Regions from separate parts of the Mus musculus genome. Here region 2 is linked to region 1. A link is a contact called in public Hi-C data. All regions are on one chromosome and are shown on one strand. The core of a region is the stretch at or near the end of the contact, and the rest is flanking DNA. Distances in the headings are between cores, read along the strand shown.

Region 1 (7,362 bases), core at 2,603-5,102:
TCATCACGGGGGCACTGAGGTTACAGACTGCCACGAATCCAGCTGCCCTTGAGTTCGGGGCATCTGAAGTCCTCACACTTATGAAACAAGCACTTTAACCCACTGAGCCATCATCCCCATCCTGCACCCATTGCTCGAGGGTTTATTTGCTAGCTGTCTGCTGCTGAGGCTGCTGCTGCTGCTGCTGCTGCTGCTGCTGCAGCTGTACCTAGCCCAAGGGTCACATGGCTCAGAGAGGGAGACCAAGACTGCGCAGGCGCTGAACAGGCTCCACCACGTTTGCCTTACCTTTTCCTTCTCTCCTCATCTGAACCGGCTCTCTGCTGACAACGCCCCAGCTTTGTACGTCACCCAACTGTGTCCATACAAAGGGTCACTGTCAGAGTAAGTGAGGTCAGACTCACTATTCTGGCTCTATTTAATCTCTTCCTCCATCCAACTCCCAGCCTACTGTGTCCAATGTTCCAGAGCCGCAGTTCCTAAGTGTGCCAAGCTTACAACTCAAAAATCCAGACCTGGGGCTTCCGTCTCCAGAATTAGCCCAGCTTGGGGTTCTCAAGCTGTTATGTCTCAGCTGAATCAAACTCACCTTACATTTTCTTTTACTAAGGACTCAACAGCTTTGTGTTTTCAGAGTACCTATTTGTGAACTGGGGACACATACACACACACACACACACACACACACACACAATAGTACCAAGAAGTGCACTGTTTTCTATCAGCCATTTATTATTATCCCTCTCCATTTAGTTCAAGGAACAGCCACAGAGAGGATGCGGAACTTGCTCAGAGGCACACAGCTAATAAAGGTGGGGCAGGATCCAGCTTAGCCGCTCTGACTTCTGAAAGCTCGTTCTGTACCCGCCTGTACTCTAGACGGAACACTTACGTCAATCCTATCACAGTTCCAAAGCCCCATGAACAGACTTCTTCCTGGTAGTTGCTGGGTGCGGTGGCTCATGCCTGTAATCCCAGCTCTCCCAACATGAAGACAGGATGATTATTGAGAGTTTTGAGGCCAGCCTGGGCTACAGTGAGATTCAATAACAATAAAGTGACAGACTGATCGTTTATTTTCCTAAGAACATTGTAACGCAGTAACTCTACCACATTATCAAGGTGCCCATCAAAATGGTGTTGAAATTATATATGTCTATAGATAATATTTATGTATTTATTTATCTAGGTTGTTAGAAATGCATTTGCTTAGTTGTGTGTGGGAAGGGTATGTTCATGTGAGCATAAGTACCCATGGAGGCCAGTTTCCTTGAGCTGGGGTTACTCATGGCTCTGAATCACCAGACATGGTGTTGGGAGCTGAACTTGGTCCTCTGCAAGGTGTTCTTAACCGTGGAGCTATCTCCAGGCTGGGAACATGGGCTCTGTTTTAATAGTTGCTCGATGTTTGCAGTACAAAGGATTAAACCTAGGGATCAACATGTGCTACACAAGTGTCCTTCTCCCGAGCTACATCCCCAGCCTTCGGTTTTCTGTTTGTTTCTTTATTTTATTTTATTTTGCTGGGAGACATCTTCTTGTGTATGTCACGTTAACCTTGAACTCTCTGTGTAGCCAAAGATGACTTTGGACCCCTGATCCTCTGGCTTTCACCTCCCAAGTGTTGGCATGTGCCACCACACCCAGATTGTGTTGAAATCCTACTTGTTATTTTTATTTTAAAACTTTATTTGTTTTATAGGTAACATGTGAGGTGCATGCGACAGTGATGCCAGCAGACAGCCCGTGGGATCCGTTCTTAGATCTCTACTTCCACCATGTGGCTTCCAAGGATGGGACTCAGGTCTCCATGATTGTACGAAGTTTACCTCTCTAGTTGGTGGTGTAAGTCTAGGAGAGTGGAGCCTAAAAATGAGGTGGACTAAAGACTTATGCAACAGCTAACACTACTCAGAGCACCAGGCACTTTACAGTCTTAAGGTTCAGAAGATTATCGTGATAAGGTGTGTGATCACCAGGACAAGCCACGTGTGACTGAAGCATGTTTTCCCACAGAGGCACATGAATAGCAACAGCTGAAGTAAACTCATTCCTGTCTGCTATGCCTGGGGGGAGGGGCGCACAGAAACACATTCCAAGAACAGTTCTATGTTTTGAAGACACTGAGATGAGTCTTCTCACAAGCACTCAGAATTCCTCACTCATGACGCTGTGCTTGAACAGTGTTCCGACGGTATAGCAAGGGCCTCCGTCCACAGAACCATGCCCCTGGTCCCTGCCCCTCTAAGAAGAAATGTAATTTAAGGGTTGGCTTCTTGTGAGCGTATCGAGGGTAAGCTGTGGGTCTCAGGCTCTAATCGATGGTGGACTTAACTCTGTCTTCAGCTGGGCGTGGTGGTGCACAATTGCAATTCCAACATCAGCAGGCAAAGACAGTTTGTCGACAAGTTCAAGTCCAGCCTGGTCTACGTAAAGACTCCAAATTAATCAGTGCTACATAACGAGACCCTGTCTATAAACAAACAAACGAATAAATTCTGGCTCTGACTCTCTGAGAGACAGTGACGAGCCAGGTCCCAGAGCCACTCAGCCACCACATTGGTGCAGTGTGTGTGGGAAGGTCCAGGGGTCAGGCACTCAGCAGGGCTGGCCACGTGTATCCTGTACCTGACAGAAGGTGAGAGTTAAGGTTGGCAAGACTCAGAGTCATTAAATGTCAGCCAGAAAACAGGCACCTTTTCTGGCTAATAATAAAAATTGTAAATAATTTACCAACTGGAGCTTGGAACCTACTCTTGGAAGGGATGTGATGTTGGAGCAGGCCTGCCTGCTCTTGGATGATCGATCGGCTGAAGTTGGTCTAAGGCCCTGTCGCTTGTCAGGACCATTGCCAGAGCCCTCTTGCCCCTCCAAGCACTCTCTCTTTCTCTCTCTCTCTCTCTCCTCTCTTCCCCCCTCTCTCTCTTTCGTGTGTGCGCGCACGCTCTCTCGCCATGGTTTGTTGAGTGTGTAGACTGTGCCAGCAATGAGCAGACTTTCGGTAAAGCATTACGCTGGTGTGACTGGGGACATCCTGACAAGATAATATTTGAATGCAGACACGGTAAACAGTGAACTACTGGAACGATCTAACCTGTGTGGGCCTCACTGAATCCGTTGAAGCTGCTCCTGCTTGGTCAGCTTTCAGGTTTCTCCTTGCCTTTGGACTTAAAGTGAACCAGTAGTTCTTCCCTATGCCTCCATTCGGACTTGAACCCTTTCCTCTCCTGGGTTCAACATGCCCTCTTCCCGATCTTGGCTCCATTTCTCTAGAGAGTCCTGACGATACATCTGTTTTCTGTTGTCTCTGCCGACAGCCATGGCCACCAATCTGCCATAATGGTGGCCCCTCTTTACAAAGGCCACTTCACCTGGTTTCTCTCTCTGGGTTCCGCTGTAAGCACGGCCTCAGAGGTCTGATTGCCAAAGGGCCTGGCTTTATCTTCCTGAACCTTGCTCTGCTAATCATTGCTCCGTGTCTCCAGGTGACTTTCTCTCTGCCTATAAATGTGCCCTAATCTCCAGGGACTTCCTGTCACTCTCCAGCAAAGGTCACATTTCTGAAATCTCATCTCCTTAGTGCTCAGTGGTTTGAATTTGAGGAACTTGTTTCTGGTTCTACTGGGTCTGTGTGAAATGACTCTGACTTTTCTGTGCCTGTTTTCTTATCTGCGGTCGGAAGCTGGGGTTATGTCTTCAGTGGCCTTGAGAGTAAACTGCAATAGCAGAGACCCTTGTCCTGAAGTGTGGACAATAAATGTTAACTCACCCTCTCACCTCCTTCTCCTCCCTGGGCACCGCGGAGCCTGGCTCAGGCCCAACGGCTTTCAAGAAGCTGCCATGTGAGTGGTGAGTGGGTGTGTTCAGCCCTGGGTCTCTGCCCAGGTGCAGCACTTGATATTCTAGGACGCTGACTTCCCCTTCCCGGAGGCTCCTCTCCCTCGATTGCCACTCGCTGCTGAGCACACCTGGCACCAGTCAAGGCTCAGGATCACACACAGGTGCTCACATGCTTACACAGGTAGGAACATTCGCACCCAGACACGAGTGAACACAGGAGTGGGGCACAGGAGTGGGGGCTTTTTCTTCCCATCAAGCCTTTGGTCTTGCAGACACTGCTGTTCTCGTCACCATAGAAGGCTAAGCCTTGTTTATATTGCCTCATCCTGTGAGGCGCCTCTTAGGAACCCTTCCTAACACCTTTTTCTTTCAGAAACTAGTTGACTCGTCTCTTCTTGGTTCTATGAAATGTCCCACATCATCCTATAGTGTGTGTGTGTGTGTGTGTGTGTGTGTGTGTGTGTGGACAAAACCTAGGGCGTCGTGCATGTTAGACAAGTGCCCTAATATCGATCAATCTCCATGACTTTGACATTTTATTTTATTTTGGAATAGTCTCTAAGTTTCCCAGGTTGGCTTCAAACTTGTGACCCTCCTACTTGAGCATTCCCAGAGGCTGGGGTCACATGGACTACCATGTGGTCCTGGTTCTATAATCCTCTCTATGTGAAATGACTAAGAGACCTTTATGGTGAGGATCTCTTCTTCCTCCTTGAGTTTCTAACTCTTAAATCAGTGCCAGATTCATATTTCCAAACATTGTGTTTAATGACTCTAAATAACCAGTTTATGAAGTCAATATTCACTCATATTCCCTGAGTCTTAGCTAGGAAGATGCAAGCCAGAGATGACTTCCAGGGAGCCAGAGGGTTAGAAATAAATCAGAAGAAACCAAGCATGGTGGCAGACTATAATTTCCAGCACTCTACAGCCAACCTAAATGCCACATAATGACTAACAGGTCAGCCATGTTATAGTGAGACACTGTTTCAAACAAACAAACAAACAAGAATTCTGTGCCTGTGTGTGTGTGTGTGTATGTGTGCACATGTGTGTGTGTGCGTGTGTGTGTGTGTGTGTTAGAAAAAGGAAAACAGTCGTGATATGGTTGGACAATGCTTTGGACAATAGCTGGGAGAGATTATCAGGGTCTGGCAGGAGTTGTGGGGTGGTTGTCACACACAGAAACTCAGATCAGAGAGAAGGGGCTGAGGCGGCAGCTTAGTGGGTAAGAACACTGTTGGTGAAAACAGGAGAACGTGAGTTTGAATCCCCAGCACCCATGTAAAGCCAGGCAGAGCTGTGAGCACATGCATGGGGCATAAAGTCAGGTAGATCCTGGGAATTCACTGGTAGCCAGACTAGCAGAAATCACAAGCTCTCAAAGTTCCAACTAGTGAGAGACAATAAGGCAGAAAGCAATGCACTGATGCATGCATCCATGCAGCCCCAACCCCCGCAACACACACACACACACACACACACACACACACACACACATTAGAGAGGGGCTAAAAGGCAGTGTGTGTAGAAAGGCCAGATTCACTTTTCTCAAAGTTTTGCTGAGGTTTGCTCACAGGGTAGCTATGTCAGATGCAGAAGAAATGGAAAGAAAACGCAAACCAGAAAATGCTGGGGAAAGAGCTCCGCTCACCTAATAAGCCTGAGGATCCGAGTTGGTCCCTCAGAGCCCCTAGCAAAGCTGGTGTAGTGGTGCCCACTCGCAACTCCTGCACTGAATTTATTGGCCAGCAAGCCTGGCCAATCAGCTGAAGCTCAGGTAAAAGTGTGAGACTTTTTCTCAAGAAATAAAGTGAATGGTGCCTGAGTAATGCCACGGAAGTCTATGCTCTTAGTCTGTGTGTGTGTGTGCACACATGCAAATCTGCACAAATACGTAAGTGCAGGTTTGAAAACAGACTTCCACTATACCTCTTACCACATTCTTGGTACTGTAACCCTGGTCGAAGCCCATGGCTGGGGAGGTCAAAGGCTCTTGAGGAACCTACTATTATCGTTTTGCTATGGTTATGTTGTTAAATTGCCTCCTAACTATTTATAGTTAAACCCATAGGTTTGTGCTTCTTTAAGCTGCAGTCAGAGAAGTTTCCTTTTGCAATGGGCAGCAGTTAATGCAGAGACTCAAGCAGTCAACATGCTGAGAAGTGACAGTGTTGCTCATCCCTAAGTAGCAGCCTTCGCAGATGACCCCAGGCTTAGGAGCATCGCAGAAGAGGAGGAGGAAGGATGTACGAGCCGGGAATGAGGCATGCTGGGAATTTCTGCCTTCTGGATATGGCATGGTCATGGCACTCTCAAATTTACAAGCAGCTGTGGTTACCTGCAACAAGAACAGGCTGGTAAACATTCCAAAAGGGACAGGGAGATCCTACCTCTAGTTGAGGTGGTTAATAGCTGATGGAGGAAAGAGGAAGGAGAGCATAAGTCTTGTGTGTGTGGTGGGAGGGAGTGGGGAGGCTGTATCCACTGGTAAGTTGCCCGTTCTTCAGGAAATGGCTCCACGCCTATGTATGTATAGGTAAAACAAGATTGGACTTACTGGGTGAAAGAAAGAAAGGAAGAAAGAAAGAAAGAAAGAAAGAAAGAAAGAAAGAAAGAAAGAAAGGAAGGAAGGAAGGAAGGAAGGAAGGAAGGAAGGAAGGAAGGGTTTGGGGGTGAGGTGGAGGAAAGGAGGATCTCTGTGAATTCAAGGCCAGCTTGGTCTACGGCCATTGGTTCTAGGACAGCCAGGGATACTCAGAGAAACTCTGTCTTGAACCGCTCCCAAAAAGAAAATAATAGGAAGTGCTGTGAAGGTGACTCAGTTGGTAGTGTGCTTGCTGGATAAATGTGAGAGCCTGAGTTCAAACTTCAGCACCCATGTCTGTCTCTTTCTTTCAAGGCAGTGATGTGACACCAGGACCAAAGAATGACTTCTTGCAGCAGAAGACATTTAATTGGGCTTACAGCACCAGAGGGTTAGAGTCTATGATGGCAGTGCAAAGGCAGCTGAGTGCTCACATGGTTGGAAAGGGAAGGGGACAGAAAGAATTACATTGGAAATGGCAGGAGTCTTTTCAACTTCAAAGCCCATGCCCATTGACCTCTTCCTCCAATAAAGCCACACCCCCTAATCCTTCCCAAACAGTTCCACCAACTGGGGACCAAGTACTCAAACATATGAGCCAATGGGGAGGGGTGCATTCTCTTCTTCTTCTTCTTCTTCTTCTTCTTCTTCTTCTTCTTCTTCTTCTTCCTCTTCCTCTTCCTCTTCCTCTTCCTCTTCCTCTTCCTCTTCCTCTTCCTCTTCTTCTTCTTCTTCTTCTTCTTCTTCTTCTTAGATTTGTTTATTTATTTTATGTGAATACACTGTAGCAGTCTTTAGATACACCAGAAGAGAGCATCAGATCCCATCACAGATGGTGTAAGCCACCATGTGCTTGCTGGGAATTGAACTCAGAACCTCTGGAAGAACAGTCAGTGCTTTTAACTGCTGAGCCATCTCTCCAGTCCGGGAGTGGG
Region 2 (7,362 bases), core at 1,271-3,770, 540 kb before region 1:
GGAAGATGAACAGTGAAAGGTTGTGTCGGTGTTTTAGTTAGGGTTTCTATTGCTGAGATAACACACCATGACGAAAGCACCCTGGGAAGGAAAGGGTTCATTCCTTATAGCTTTCTCATCCATCATCCAAGGAAGTCAGGGCAGAAACTCAAGGCAGCAGCCTGGAGGAGGAGCTGATGCAGAGACTGGAGGAGTGCTGCTTACTGGCTTACTCCTCATGGCTTGCTCACCTGCTTCTTGTGTAACTAAGACTTCTTGCAGCGGGGGTAGAATTGGGGGCGGCATCCCCACCTCCACACTGTGGGCTGGGCTCATCCCTACTAGTAGTCAAGAAAATGTTCTAAACTTGCCTGCAGGCCATCTGGATGAAGGCACTTTCTCAACTGAGGTTCCTCTTCCCAAATAACTCTAGCTGTGCTGAGCTGACATAAACCAATACAGTCATCAATAGGCATCAGTACTGAATAATGCCGACATTTTGTGCTTCCATATAATTAAGCCCACTTATTAAAATTACTGTCTAGCAATGGTGAGGAAGGCTAATCCTGAATGCATATGCTGTAAAACCAAACAATTCATTGACTCCTAAGTAAACTGGAGCTCCAGTGTTAACAGTTAAAAAAAAAAAAAGTAAAAATGTTATGTGAGAAAGGTGAAGGAATTCGTTAAGCTTCATATGGGAAGGGCCGTGCTCACTGTGAATTGGTCCTAAGAAAAGTTACAGGGATGCAGAATTAGGCCTGGCAAAGTAGTGGTACCCTCTGCAATGAAACACAAAGCGGCTGAGGCAGATGCTATTGAAAGAGGTTGGGAATGGGCATTGAATAAGCTCAGTGATTGACTGCTACCGTAGGTCTTAGGCACATAGGTCATAAGCTCAAAACCTAGTATCACACACACACACACTCACACACACACACACACACACACACACTCACACACACACACACACACACACACACACACGCTCACACACACACACACACACACACACACACACAAGTAGAGACAAACCATCCACATAGAGCACAAGGGAAGGGGATGTATTAACTAAGTAAGAAACAAGGTCTTCAGGTGTGACCGAGAAAAGGAGGGTAACTAAGCCAGCACATGAAACACTTTCTCCTGGGATGGTGGGACTACATAGTTTTTAAAGCCAGTGTACTTGTTGCTGTTCTTCAAAAAGAATTTAAAACTTAATGTCTTCTGTCTTGGCTCCTTCAATATACCAACTTTTTTGTTCAGTTACTGCCTCCTGGAATCTTTCAGTGTTAAACCACTAGCCATTACGGTGATGTGCTTTCATGAAATTCCTCAGGTCATTTAGACTAGAAACTCACTGTGTATACAACTTCTATGTGACAGCAGGAAGACTCATTCAGGTCTTCATCTCTTGTTTTCTCTGCCTTCAAATTCATTCTACCTGAGGACACCACAATTTCCTTTTTTTTTTTTCAAACATGTTTGTATATACTTAATGAAATTTTTTGCCTTGATAGTAGAGCAATTACTATATTTCTCTTTTGTTGAGCCCAGACCTAGCCAAGGCTGGTCCTTGGCATTTTTTTTTTAAATTAGAAAAAGAAAGTAGCATTTCCTTCATCAAAACATGTATGTGATTATTTTAGGTTCCTTCCCCCCCTCCCCAAGTACCTTTGTAGTTTGAGCTGCAACAAAATACCACAACAAACAGTTTGGCTTAAGCAACAAAAGGATTATTTTTCTCTTAGGGATTTGGGGACTGGAAGGATCACCAGGATCAAGAAGCTAGTCAGGTTGGTTTCTAGTGAGAGCTCTCTCCTTGGCTTACAAATAGCCCTTTAATCTTAATTCCTTCCTTAAAGGCCCTGTCGTCTGTGTAGTCCTGTTCAGAACTACAACTTTACCTGAACTTTGGAGATAATGCAGTTCACTCCTGAACAGCTCTCACCACCCTTCCTTCCAAACTAATATTCCTTCCTCCACCAGTCCAACATTTGTGCCCCCAAATCTCCAGTTTTCTTCCCAAAAGATGTCCTATCTAGCTATAAAACTTTTCCACCTTCTGAAGACCAGTGCGTAACCATTCTTATCTGTTATTCACACAGTTATTACTAAGATTAACTTCTTAAAACAGTAAAGCAAGCATTGGTTTATGGCCATGAAAAGCAGGGGTGTTTACCTTTTGTCTCACAATTGAATTGTGAGCTTATTATTGAGAGAAAACTGGAAAGCTGCCCAGAACAAGGAAATCTGTACAGAATGAGAGGCACAAAACCCAAGGGGCACATCAGAAGCGTGTATGCTGCAAAATGCCTCTCCTGGGCAAATAACCCTGCTATCTGAAGGTTTGTGTTTTGTGTAAACCTTACAAAACTTAGGATGATGTACCCACTTTACAAAGGAGGATGCTGGAGCTCAGTGAGGGTAAGATCATGTAATTAATAAAGGAACTGTGATATCCAGCCCAGGCTTCTGAAGCCCGGTGCACTTTAATCTCATTTCGTAGTGTAATGTTGACAGGTTAATGACGAAAGAACTGACTGTTCCACCTTGGCGTGGCACTGGTAAACACAGATGATTCTTCTTTGCCAGGCTCCATTCAGTACAGTGTAGGTGGGGGCAGAGGACTGGACATGCTTACATGGAAAGGACTATGATTTGTGTGACCTCTTTTGGCAGGTACTTTTCACTGTATTTTAAGTTTACATTTATACCCTTTAACCTATATCACTCCCTTTCTAGTGGCTACTGATAAAGAAGTAATAAGAATCTATACAAATCGCTTTTTAGGATATCCCTTAGAGAACATTTTACTAGTAAGAAGATGCGCAAACCAGACAGAGGGAACAGGGCATACAAGAGAGGGCAGTGGGAGAGAAGGCTGAAATAGAAACAGTATAAAAGCCGAGTGGTGGGGAGGTGGAGGCAGGTGGATCTCTGTGAGTCTGAGGCCAGCCTTATCTATAGAGTAAGTTCCAGAACGGCCAGGGCTACACAGAAAACCCTATCTCGAAAAATCAAAAAAAAAAAATGTATAATGATATATGCATATAAAAATGCTGTGATAATCTCCTTTTTACATGCTAGACCTAAAATATGGATTTAAAAGATTAGGAACAGTTGACTGTGAGAGAGGAGAGTAAGTCTAGAAGTGATGGAATGGCTGTGAGAGGGATGGCAGCCACATTGTCTCACCATCTTGTACAGGTTTAATAGCAAGGAGAGATGCTTGTGAAGTCTAGAGAGGGGAGCATGCAAAGCTAAATGAAGTAAACTTGTTATTTTGTATTGTGGGACTTTATAATGTGGGATGTAGTTTTATAATCAGGTGTCATATGGATGATACAGAGTGTTCCCTCGTACGAGATACTTAATGTTCTACTTCCAGGATTAAGTGACTTCTGAAAACAGCAAAGCAGTTGTTAAGACTGCATTGTTCCATATTGTTTTCCTACAGCCTGTTCACAGACCTGTTAAGTAGCCTTCATTTGCTCAAATTATCATATTTCAAATGTATTTTCCATTTTCTACAGAAGCAAAATAAAAATAAATGCCAAATATAGCCAGGCATAGTGGAATTCTGTACTTCAAAGTGCTACTATTTTATGTGGTACAATAAAAAGATATAAAGGACTTTAAAAAAAAAAAAAAGATTGTTTGATAAAAAGGAAAGGGCGAGTCTGACAACTGGTCCTCAGTGGCACAAGCATCTCTGTAAACCGTAGTGCCTTATTGTTGAGCCACTCGGGTGGTACGAGCTTTGCTGTAGACAGTTGTGCTGTAGTGTGGAGCTGTATGGGACTGGAATGAGAACAGTGTGGGAAAGTATGGAGGAAACTAGCTCAAGGTTAGAAAATAGTCTGACTGAGGTGTGTATGTGTTGGTAGAGAAAGAATATCCTGTAGGCTGCCCTTCCTCAACTCCCTTCGCTGCTGCCCCTCAGACCGTGCTGACATTCTTGATAGAGTTGAAGCACCTGACTAGGATTTGTTTCTTTGTTTGTTTTTTAAGTAATATTTTATTTTATTGACTATGTATGAGTGTTTTGCCTGAATGAATGCATATGTACCAGTTTCGTGGCTAGTACCTACAGCGTTCACAAGAGGATGTCAGACCCTGGAACTGGAGTTCCAGGTGGTTGTGAGCCACCATGTGGGTGCTGAGGATCACACCCAGGTTCTCTACAAGAGCAAAGTGTGTTTATTCCAAGCCACTAAACAGTTTCCTACACCCTGAGTCATAGTTTCAAGCGTGCGTTTATAGAATTTATAATCTTGAGTATCTGTAACAAGCATACAAGTGTTTTGGGTTAAAGGTTACTTCCTAAAATATTAGAAGTCTTAGTGTGCTCTGGCTGAATACTTTGGCAAATTGACAGATGTTCTAATTAAAAAATACCAAACATACTAAAACAATTTCCTCTACCCAAGGTTTTCTTGGTGAATATATTTCCTTTATGGTTGATTGTGTTCTGTGTCTATATGTGGTTCATGGGCAGCATCCCTTCTCACCTGTATTCTCTTCAATGCAGTGAGTGATGGACTGGAAGTAAGACCAAAATATAAAGGAATTTTGCATTGCTTGGCTACCATTTGGAAAGTTGATGGACTACGAGGACTTTATCAAGGAGTAACCCCGAATGTGTGGGGTGCCGGTTTATCCTGGGGACTCTACTTTTTCTTGTGAGTAGATCTGGGGGATTTCACAGAATTGAAGAATATCCTTGTTTAAATGATTTCTGCTTATCACCTTTTTTTAACATAGGTAACTGATGAGTCATCTAATCAGATTTTTTGGATTGGCAGGACTGGGAAGCGGAGTAGCTTGTTCATTCCTGTCCGCCAGCTGTTATCAGAGATATCTGACCCAGAACAGAGTTCTAATAGGAACAAGATAACAGGATGAGATAGGAGATCTGCAGAAACTGTTGCTTTGAGCTGAATTCAGAAAAGTTGAGGTGTTGAGCTGAGCGCTGTGATCAATGGGGTGCTGACACACGAACGAGCTCTGCTTTAGTTAAAGCCAGTGCTAACTCTGTGTAGCTCATGGTGATACTGTACAACTTCAGGAATCCCCAGGGACCATGTTAGTGTTCTTGAGCACTTTTTTAACAGCTAAAATAGATTAGGAAAAGGTAACAAAACCAGTTGTCTGTTAGAGATTTTGTAAGTTTTACAGTAGGAACCTGAAACTGTTTTTTAACATATATCTCAATTTCAGTCTGTAAATTCAATCCTATAAAATGATCTATTGTTATCATGTATAAGAGATTAGTTCCAGAATATTACCAAAGTAGAAAATGTCTGTAGAATTGAATAGCATAGTTCTATATTTATCCTCAGCTATTCTAGATTCCAGAATATTCCAGATTGTTTGAGATGGCTTGGAGAAGTGCATTTGATGCATAATAAGGTTTAAATCAGGAGGAGACGGAGCTGGGAGCACCTATAAGCACATATACCAGAGATCCCTGTTGGGAAGAGAAAGCAATGACCTGATTCCTAGAAGAGTTTGAGATACACTCCTCATAGCTTGGTTTTTTTGTTGCTGTTTTGTTTTGTTTTAAACCCACCCCAACATCTTCATAGCTTATGATCTTTTAGTAGTCATCACTATTTCGAATAACTCCTACTGCATTCCCCTTAAAAGAACTGCTGCAAGTGTGTTCCTGAGCAGACACACTCACCTTACTGAGTGTGAAAGAACATAGTCCAAGGCACCATGACCCTGCAGTAGAGGAGCACACGCTGCTGCTGCTGAGCGTGCTTCTGGCTGGACGTTGTGTGTCCTAATCACTGTTGTAGTGCTGTGAGACCAAGTCAGCTCTTACAAAGGAAAGCATTGAATCTATACAAAACTCAGATTGTGTGTGTGTGTGTGTGTGTGTGTGTGTGTGTGTGTGTGTGTGTGTATGAGAGAGAAAGGGGGGGGGGTGAGGGTGAGAATATATCCCGAAGAGGACATGCTATGTGTGACAAGACTTTCTTACCATAGAACAGTTTGCTTCATGTTAGAATATTATGGGTAATGTTTGTAAAGTTTCTCCAAAGTCTTTGAAGAGGAAAGTGAGAGCTGGGGCCTGGTGCCACACTAGATAGATAGGTGCAGAGAGATGTGGCTTTCAATGTCATCCTTTACTCGTAGTGAGTATGAGGCCAGCCCGGGTCATAGACAGCCTGCCTAAAAAAACAAAATAGTGGCTGGAGAGCTGGCTCAGCTTGCTGTTCTAGGGAGTCAGAGCTTGCTTTCCCACCCTGCATTAAACTGCTCACAGCACCCTGTAACTCCAGCTCCAGCTTCTGTGGGTGCACAGATAACCACATACACATAGTAAAAACTGTATTTATAAAACAAATAACAAAAGCAGACCTGGTTCATGTTTCCTGCTCAGAAACATCGAGTGCCTGTGTTTTTGTCAAACGAAACCCAAATCTCACGCTGGCTGTCCTGAGGCTGCTTTCTCTCACTGGGTTATCCACTCTTCCTGTCAGTCCCATGTATATATATCTCTTTCCCTGTTGAAACTGAACCTGTCTCCATACCCACCCAGGTCAGTGCCACTTCTACACAGTAACTTCTGGGATCTCCCTCTCTCGGGCAGTTTCTGAGAGCCTTAGGACAGACACTGTTACCCATTAGCTACTGTTAGAATGCTGGGCTCCTTGCTAATCTCTGAAAGGGGTCTGCCTGGGGCACGTTCTCTCTTATCCATCAGAAAGCTGATGACTGCTCCTGAACATACGTTTGTCTGGTGTCCCTTGTCTTTGTTTGCTTCTTCCTGATGTCTATATCGACACAGCATCTCCTCCTCCTCCTAGTTTTTTTTCTGTTGCTATTAATTGTTGAAGTGTCAGGAGCCGTCCAGGAGTGTTAGGAGAGGCTAAGGCTAGCAGGTGACTTTCTTAGAGGTGGCCACTGGTTTTTGCATGGCCTACAATGTCTGAGCTCTGAGAGACAAGGTCCCAAGAGACTCAGGATTTCTTCTTGCAGCTGATAGGCTTTTCCTGTCATTAGTACATAGTCTAATGACTCCTGGGCATTAGCCCACCCTATTGGGCAGATTTTCTGCAGATCTACAAAGATATACCATCATGTAGTAATGTGCTATATTGACAAATTGATTATTTCATAGTTCCTGATCATGATTTTATAGAATTCCTGATTTACTTCACATAATTTTAGAAAGTTTTAAGAGACTTTTTTGTTGTTTTGCCAGAAAGATATAGTAAAGTTAGAATCAAGAAAAAAATGTGCCCACTCCCCATAGAAAATAGTAAGTAAAGGCTGTATAATTAGGAATACAGTGAGCTTTCACAATTACACTAAAAAGAGAAATAGGCTTGGACAAACTTGGGATCAAGGAGAAAATTCTAGGTCAGA

What was found. Hi-C and Micro-C count contacts between places; a contact is called where the count stands out from the background.
Region 2: a contact with region 1 is called in a Hi-C map of liver, with 1.8 times the contacts expected there. The contact joins two enhancer-like sites. A contact is called at or near these places in 1 of 39 promoter capture datasets (cranial neural crest), 1 of 484 Hi-C or Micro-C datasets (liver) and 1 of 115 datasets of contacts at active chromatin or transcription factors (bone marrow-derived macrophages).

Annotation. Positions count from the first base shown.
Region 1 is chr15:38,563,856-38,571,217 of GRCm38.p6, reverse strand. The region is part of intron 2 of 2310043O21Rik (RIKEN cDNA 2310043O21 gene); the gene reads left to right. Gm41309 (a long non-coding RNA gene) reads left to right here. Exons shown (of 3, transcript XR_875194.2): 3 at 1,703-2,686. Among named protein-coding and RNA genes, the nearest start is that of 2310043O21Rik, 27 kb to the left of the region's middle. Within about 2 kb of position 3,852, at least 111 of the 459 cell types and tissues checked have an H3K27ac peak or open chromatin away from gene starts, as enhancers often do. A contact at or near this core is called in liver, where this site is marked.
Region 2 is chr15:39,103,134-39,110,495 of GRCm38.p6, reverse strand. It overlaps Slc25a32 (solute carrier family 25, member 32), which reads left to right. Exons shown (of 7, transcript NM_172402.3): 2 at 4,514-4,664. Among named protein-coding and RNA genes, the nearest start is that of Slc25a32, 5.9 kb to the left of the region's middle. Within about 2 kb of position 2,520, at least 11 of the 459 cell types and tissues checked have an H3K27ac peak or open chromatin away from gene starts, as enhancers often do. A contact at or near this core is called in liver, where this site is marked.